2 separate regions of the Gossypium hirsutum genome follow, and region 2 is linked to region 1. A link is a contact called in public Hi-C data. All regions are on one chromosome and are shown on one strand. Each heading gives the region's core, a stretch centred on a gene start, on an enhancer-like site or on the middle of the called end of the contact. The rest is flanking DNA. Distances are from core to core; before and after follow the strand shown.

Evidence for each region. Hi-C and Micro-C count contacts between places; a contact is called where the count stands out from the background.
Region 2: a contact with region 1 is called in a Hi-C map of leaf, with 2.4 times the contacts expected there. The contact joins the promoter of LOC107951418 here to the promoter of LOC107951421 in region 1. A contact is called at or near these places in 2 of 34 Hi-C or Micro-C datasets (callus and leaf).

The regions. Positions count from the first base shown.
Region 1 is chrA02:20,411,005-20,415,026 of Gossypium_hirsutum_v2.1, forward strand. It overlaps LOC107951421, which reads right to left and starts at 2,248. Exons shown (of 1, transcript XM_016886472.2): 1 at 1,576-2,248. The coding sequence starts at 2,070. The coding sequence ends at 1,735.
Region 2 is chrA02:20,780,398-20,784,419 of Gossypium_hirsutum_v2.1, forward strand. It overlaps LOC107951418, which reads left to right and starts at 2,122. Exons shown (of 2, transcript XM_041087224.1): 1 at 2,122-3,090; 2 at 3,206-4,022. The coding sequence starts at 2,577. The coding sequence ends at 3,228.

The sequences.
Region 1 (4,022 bases), core at 998-3,497:
TATATCATTTGATCAACCTGCAGTGTAGAAATATTATTATATAAATTTACATTTTTTAGTAGAATTAATATTTTTTTTTGTGTTTTTTTATTGTTTATAGAAATTAATTTTTTTGAGGTTCGTAATTATTTTTCTTAATAATATTATTGTTTAAATTAATTTTTTTTAAAAATATAATATATTTTATTATTGCACTCAGTATTTATCTTATTGACAATATATATTATAATATTAATAAAAATGATATCTACCTAATATTTATTATAAGTGTATAAATTTATATAAAGAGAGTAGGTAAGATATAAATTCTTAGAAGGAAAAAAAGTTCACTTGGGATACCTAAGTTGGGTTAGGAGAAAAATGTAAAGAAAAGCAAAAGAGGGTAACTTTGCCCAAGAAACCAACCAACAAACAACATTATGAACATCACTCAGAATCATGGATCAAAGTTGGTTTTTAATATTCAAAGCACCACCTTTAGTTCCTGTTTAATTTGTATTTTTCTAAAATAAAAAAAAATAATTACCAGCTATTTAGCATGTTGTCGGTAATTAGTGTTCTTGCTTTTTTTCAATAAAGGTAGTTGTTGAAAAGTATAGAAATATGTAGATTAAGCTGATTAGCCACATTTTGTTCGGATAATCATGGCGGAAAACACTTTTTTTATTTTCTTTACTGTTTCTCTAAAAAAATTGTATTAATTAAAAAATAGGAATATTTCTTTTCTATTTTAGCTTTACTTAAAAGATTTCGATAATTTAATGAAAAAATTCCTCAAATTTTAATATTGGTATTTATATTATGTGTAAGGTGTGTATTTAATTTTTGTACTGATTATTTTAGTTTTATTTTTTTTAAAATTTTAAATTTCAATCTTAACTCAAATAGTAACAATTAAATTTATAAACTAAATTTAAAAAATTTAAAAAATACATATAATGTTAATTAAATTAAAATACAAAGATTAAATATATAACTTAAGTATCATACAAAGATAATATTATTAATCATAAGATTTTGTTCTTTTTGGTCGAAACTAATGTATCCATCATCAGTAGTAATGTTTAATCTTTTCATCACTCTCTAAAGATGCAAATGACTAGTCATGAAATATGCTCTATTCCCATATACGAAGATCATAACCCCAACCTCATAATTAAAGAATAAGTTGAATAACTATCACACCATACCTTTATTCATGAATTTACATGCAATGAAATTCCTACAAAATTCTGTAAATAATAATAATTTCTTTTGGGGAAAAAATAAAACATGTCCAGGCTGGTTTTATAGAGTTTAAGTGAGGAACTGGAATTATTTACGTGAATCACAAGACTTTCACATGCTATGAATTGGCACCATGTGCTTAGGAAGGATCCAAATACTTAAGAATTAATGAGAAGAAAAGGAAAATGAAAAAAGAAAAGAAAAAAACTCCAATTATTCTCTTCAAATGAATAATTTATAAAATTTTGTCAGTTTCTATCAACTTGCGTAAAATTATTTATATATCTATAAACAATCTAATTCTAAACGATTGGCTTGGAAGCTTATAATAAGACTGAAAATTTGACATTTTAGTGAACTTTTTCTTCTTATTTTGATCATGTCATATTCATCACTGATTCAAACAAAAAGTGAAAATTCCCATTAAAACTTTTACAAAATCCATGAAAATCCCCCATCATATTTAACTTACCATATTATGTAATAAACCAAAATATTTCCACACTTTTAAGAGATGATCTTCCTCCTCCTCCGGCTGATCGTTCCAGCTTCATGCCTCACGTAATTCCCATCACTATGGATCAACGGTACGTCGTTGGCTTCCTCGCCATCGTCTTCCTCCTCCGTGGCAATACGGATGCAAGAACATCGTTGTAGCGACGCGAAGAATGCGGTCGCTACACCATTGATGAACCACATAGCAACACCATCTAGCTTCCCGCACCCACCAGCAGGTGAGCTGTGAGTGGATGATGAGGATCGGACCACCCTCGGCTCATCATTATTTGATCGGAGGTTGAAGAATCCGGAGCAGCTACTTGTAGCTGAGGTAGTGGCTGCCATGAAATTGGTATAAAATGAAAGGCTTGGAATAGGCACAGTGAAGAGGAGGGAGGTTTGGCTGAGTTCAAAGTGTCCCTTAAGGCCTAAAGTTATTAAAGATACTTGAATTTTAGTCGCTGTACCATACAGTATGTGTAATTCCTACATTTGCCCTTAATCCATTACGGAATTACAAAAATGTCCTAAAACGTGATCATGGCTGATTCGCGTGAATGTCTTTAACATGATCCATGATTAAAATTTTTTATAGTATTTTATAAATTATAGTAAAAATGGACAAACTCTGCAAATTTTTTAAGGTTTCGTAAAAAAATATTCTATGGTTCTCAGGTTTGATGCAAATTAGATAAAACCTCCTGAAATTTAAATTAAATAAAAAGATAACTATCCTTTTTTTTATTAACCATGTATATTTTTTTATTCATACATACTTTTCTCTATTTTTAATTACAAAAATTGAAGTTCTATAAAATTAAATTTTACATTAAGTAAAATTTAAATATTTTAAACTTATTTTACTTTGAGATGAATTATTTAAGCTATCTTATTTAAAATAAATTAAGTATGATTCTATAGAATGTTTTAATGACAAAAAATGATTAAAATGAAAGAAAATAAAAAGAAAAAAGAAAATGATAAAAATATAACTATTATCATTGACAATTTTAAAAATTAATTTAATTTAATTAATCAAACTCATATCTTTTTAAAAAATGTACTTTAGTTATTAAAATATCATTTCATTTATTTTCCTTCTTTTATTTTAATTAATATTTTATCAAAGATTTAATTATTTTATTTTAAATTAAATAATTGAATCAATTATTTTGAAAGTTAATATATAATTTTATTAAGATATTTAACATTTATTTGCATAAAGCTTTATTAAAACTAAAAAAATATAGTTAACTAATAAAAGAGTAAAATCGTCTTTTTATCCTCGATTAGCATATTTTTCATCAAATTTCAGTTAATAAATTTACCAAACCTTTGAGAAATTTATGTACTTTTTCTCTAAAAATTATTTATGTCGAGAGATATTTGTCATAATGTAGAATGTTGATGACTTAATTAACTCTTAATTTGAGTCTTGTCTGTTTCTCATTGACACCAATTTCTTGCTAATATGAATTTTCTCCAATTTATATGATTCTAGACTAAATAAATTTATTCCAAATATTTCAATAGGGATCATTACTCTGTTGATTGGAATAAAAAAATTTCAACAAATGACATTATGATACTGATATGTATCATTATAATAAATTTAATATATATTAAAAATTTTCACATATTTTATATTAAAATTATTTGAGTTTAAAATTGATTTAATAATAAATTTAAGTGGAGTGATAACAAATTTATATTTTAATACAATTGATTACATGTTCGATATTTAAATTTATAATTTTTAACTATTTTAATTAATGATGTTATAACAGTATAAAATGACAAAAATGTCATCATAATAATATTAATTATAATATTGTAAGAAAAGATATTTATATAATTTTTTAACTGAATTGATAATTATACCAATTCAATAAAATATTTATAAATTTATTATATTCCGGGCAGAATAATAATCCTTTAATCAATAAATAATCACGTATCTTTTTAGATGTTACTGCAAAATAGCAATTTGAAATTAGAATTAACACACACACAAAAAAAAAAACAATCTTAGTAATATATGTTGAGAAGGAGCCGTCGGCCATGGCCAGCTTGCACGGTTAGGTGTCCCAAAGCCAGCATCGTAGACAATCACTTTTCCTTTCACGTTACTTCATTCTTTTATTTTTATATACTTTTTTGGTATTTTACTTCATTCCTTAATTATAGCAAATTGCCAATTCCAGTTTTTCCTTTTTCTCATCATATTTTAACCAAATAATTAAAAAATTATTATAAATAAAATTGCCATGACTTTCTAGTAATCGACTCAATAATCC
Region 2 (4,022 bases), core at 872-3,371, 370 kb after region 1:
TAAAAATGTCTCTTTCTGAACGCGTTTTTTTCATGTGAGTATAATAATAATAATCTATTTTTTAAAATAATGTAAAAAAACTTAATTGCTAATTTTTATATAAAAAAAGTGGCATTTACCGTTAATTTTGCCCTTTTTCTTATACAATACTCACTTTTCTTATAATCTCAACCTTTTTTTAAACACGTTCAAAATCATATATATTCTTTTAATTATTGCAATAACGATCGTACTAACTAAACTAAATCCTCAATGGTAGTAAAATTTTCAAATATTTCACGTCGAATGGAAAACTCTCTGAAAGTAATTGACAGTGATGATGATTCGTGGCTATCTGAGGATCGCAATACCAAGAAAGTTAGGTTTAAATATGTTTTCGATGGGGCTTCTGTGGATATGGCTGTGGACTTTGGTCCACCTTTGAATGCGGCAACATCATGGACAGACAAACTTTTTGGGACTGGTTCGTCTGGGACTAGTCAGAAAGTTGTGAGATTTGAGGAGGGAAGTGATGAATATTTTATTTTGTTAGACGATGATATCATAAGGTCCACTGTTAATGGAATTCCGGCAATTGAGTTCTTTGATCGAGTCAAAGAAATCTTGTATAAGGAGATGGAGATGATAGTATTTTTAAAACTACTTTGCCGAAATATCAGTTATGGTGTTCTTTTTAATCGAATTAGTAGCCTGTGGAAGCCTATACAATTATTCCAATTAGTGGATATTAAGAATGGGTATTTTTTGGCTAAATTCCAAAACTAAGAGGATTATGACAAAGTTCTTACACAGGGACCATGGATAATTTTTGGGCAAATATTTGACAGTTCAACCATGGACAAAAGAGTTCTCTCCCCTTCAACCATACCCAAGTGTAGTTATGGCATGGATCAGGCTACCCGGATTACTGGGGTTTATGTACAAAAGGAAGATTCTCGGGGCAATTGGAAGCATGATCAGTAAGGTTGTAAAGTTTGACTTTAAGACCGATAATAGAACTAGGGGCAAATTCACTAGAATGGCTCTGTTTATCAACCTGGATAAGCCTCTCATCTCTCAAATCTGTGTCAATGGTGAAATACAACAGGTGGAATATGAAGCCTTACCAACGATCTGTTTTACCTGTGGAAAATACGGGCATGTGAGGGAGTTGTGTTCCTTGTCGAAAGAAATATTGGGCAAAGATAGTGACAAAGTGGTGGTCGACGACGGTTCTAACAGTAACAACAACGATCCAGGAAAGGTCTCTGAACCAACTTTCAGACCTTGGATGTTGGTAGAGCGTAAATCCCGATGAAGATCGGGGGATTCTTGTGATTCTAGTGGTATGGCTGCTGGAAAAGGAAGGTTAGGCTCTAGATTTAATGTCTTTACCATTGAAGGCAAGAAGACGGGCGGTGAAGAGGAAACGATAAAGGCAGATTTAAAATAATTAAATCTTCAAGTGGTGGAACCTGATTTGACCACCCTTGATTCTAGGGGAGAAGATTTTATTAAATCTTTGCTACCTCTGCATATTAAAACTGTTAAAAATTCGGGCATTGGTTCAGATGCCCAAAAGAGGACTTGTGACCTGGGTCTGGATTCGAAAGCCCAAAAGAACATAAATATTTCAGAAACTAAGCGCATTGGGGGGGAGTTCATTCAGGCCATGGTAATGACAGAATAAGGCTGAAAAGCCTAGGGAAAAAAGATATTGATTGATAGCAGGCCGAATGGGTTTCTGGTTGGGCCGTCATCTAAAGAAAACATAAATGGATCACGTCAGCAGGCGTGTCAAACTAAAGCAACTCCCTCTGTATCCAATGTTCCTACGAATATGGAGACCACGGGTAATCACGCTTTTAGAGCGGTGTAAAAGCCAATCAGGCCGTTGTCTCTTTCCAGGCCCGTTAGTGACCAGCAGGCCTCTCCTACATGGACCAATGTCGAGAATCCCCAGGTTTTTCCAAATCTTAATTTAATTTCGACTAACCAAGAATTTGGGTCTATTTTGTTGAATGCAGGTAACTTTGAAAACCATTATAACCCAAAATTACAAGCTAGTAAGTCGGGTGATATTAAGGCACATTTCAACCCGGCCTTTGAAAGCCCAGTAAAAGTTGATGTTCAGCTGACTGATAATATTTTAGACCACGAGAAACACTCTGCTGTCACTTTTAAAATTTTTTTAATTCATTTGATCAGTCTAAATGTCGTATTTTTGAGCATATAAGTACAAGTAAAACGGAAAATAAGGATCGAAAAAGTAATGAGAAATTTGGCATTACTAGAGGAACGCGCAAAAAAAGTAATGATTTAAAAGGAGGTGGGAATCAATTTAAAGCTTCTGCAAACTTACGGGTTTCTTTAGCTGATTCTATGAAAGAGGTGGCGAAGCTTATTTCCTCTGACCTTTCAAAGGAAGCTGAAATGGGAGTACGTGCTGATCCTGAATCTAGTGGATTGAACGATTCCGGGCATTAATGGTATGATTTCTTTACTATTTTCTATTAATTATGAATCTCTCAATTTTTTCTTGAAATTGTCAGGGATGCGCCAATGCCAAATTTTCTCATATTTTTTGAGAGTATAATATGGAGCATAGACCCGATATTATTAGCTTGTTGGAAAATAGAGTTAGTGGATCCAAGGCAGATAGAATTATTGCAAAATTGGGATTTCAATTTTTACATCGTGTGGAGGCTATTGGTTATGCTAGGGGCATTTGTATTGGTTGGAACAAGTCTGTTAAAGTGAAGATTCTACAAAATCATCCCCAATTCATTATTACTCAGGTTTGGCATAATTCTTCGTCAATTCCAATATTGATCGGGTTCGTTTACGGGAGTCCTAATCGTCAGAAGCGAAAAGACCTTTGGCATGAATTGAGAGCTACTATACCTGTTGGGCAAACTCCTTGGATGGTGATTGGAGATTTCAATGCTATTCTTTCCTCTGATGAGAAAAAGGGTGGCCTTTCGAATGGAAAGAGGTGTCCCCGTTTTGGTAATTTTGTAGACTTGTCTAACCTTCATGATTTGGGGTTTAAGGGACCTCCTTTTACTTGCTACAGGGGTCATCTGTTTGAAAGATTGGATCATGCTTTAGGTAATGAGGCTTGGGTAAACTATTTTCCAAACAGCTTAGTTACTCATCTTCCAAGAATTAAATCTGACAACCGTTCTTTTCTCTTCAACTTTAATTTTGATTTTGCCTTGCCTAGGGGAAGACCTTTTAGGTTCTTAGCAGGATGGGTTGAACACTCTGATTTTGGAAATCTTGTGAGACATCAGTGGGTCTTTCAAGGGAACATGTCTGCTTCTTTAAATAAATTTACTGCGAATCTCAAAGAGTGGAATAAGACCATTTACGACCATATCACTACTCGTAGGAGAAACCTAATTCATAAGTTGTCAACCGTTCAGAGGAAAATGAACCTTTTAGGTTCCACTCATTTAGCTCTTGTTGAAATAAAGATAAGAAATGAGTAGGAAAATGTGTTACATCATGAGGAACTTCTCTGGAAACAAAAGGCTCAGTGTGACTAGCTTCATCTGGGGGATAGAAACACTAAGCTTTTTCATGCTCGCACTTTGCAGAGGCGAAAAAATAACCGTATTTCTGCCATTTGTAACTCTCTTAGTGATTGGGTATTTGATCCTAAGGCTATCGAATTGGAAGCTTCTAATTTTTTTCCAGAAATTATACGGAGATGACCCTGGTCCCATGTGATCCTTGCCTCCTAACAGGTTTCCCCAATTTGCTTCTACCGATAGTGATTTTTTAGGAAGAGTGGTCACTAATGAGGAAATTAAGAGAGCTATGTTTGATATGGCTCCCTTAAAAGCTCCGGGTAGCGACGATTTTCATGCTATCTTCTTTCAGAAACAGTGGGATACGGTAGGTCCAGCTGTTTGTGGCTGGGTGAAAATGGTCTTCAACGGTAGGGATATTAATTTTGGGCTTAATAATACCTTGATTGTCCTTATTCCTAAGATTTAGAATCCTGAGGAGTCTTGCTCAGTTCCGCCCTATAAGTC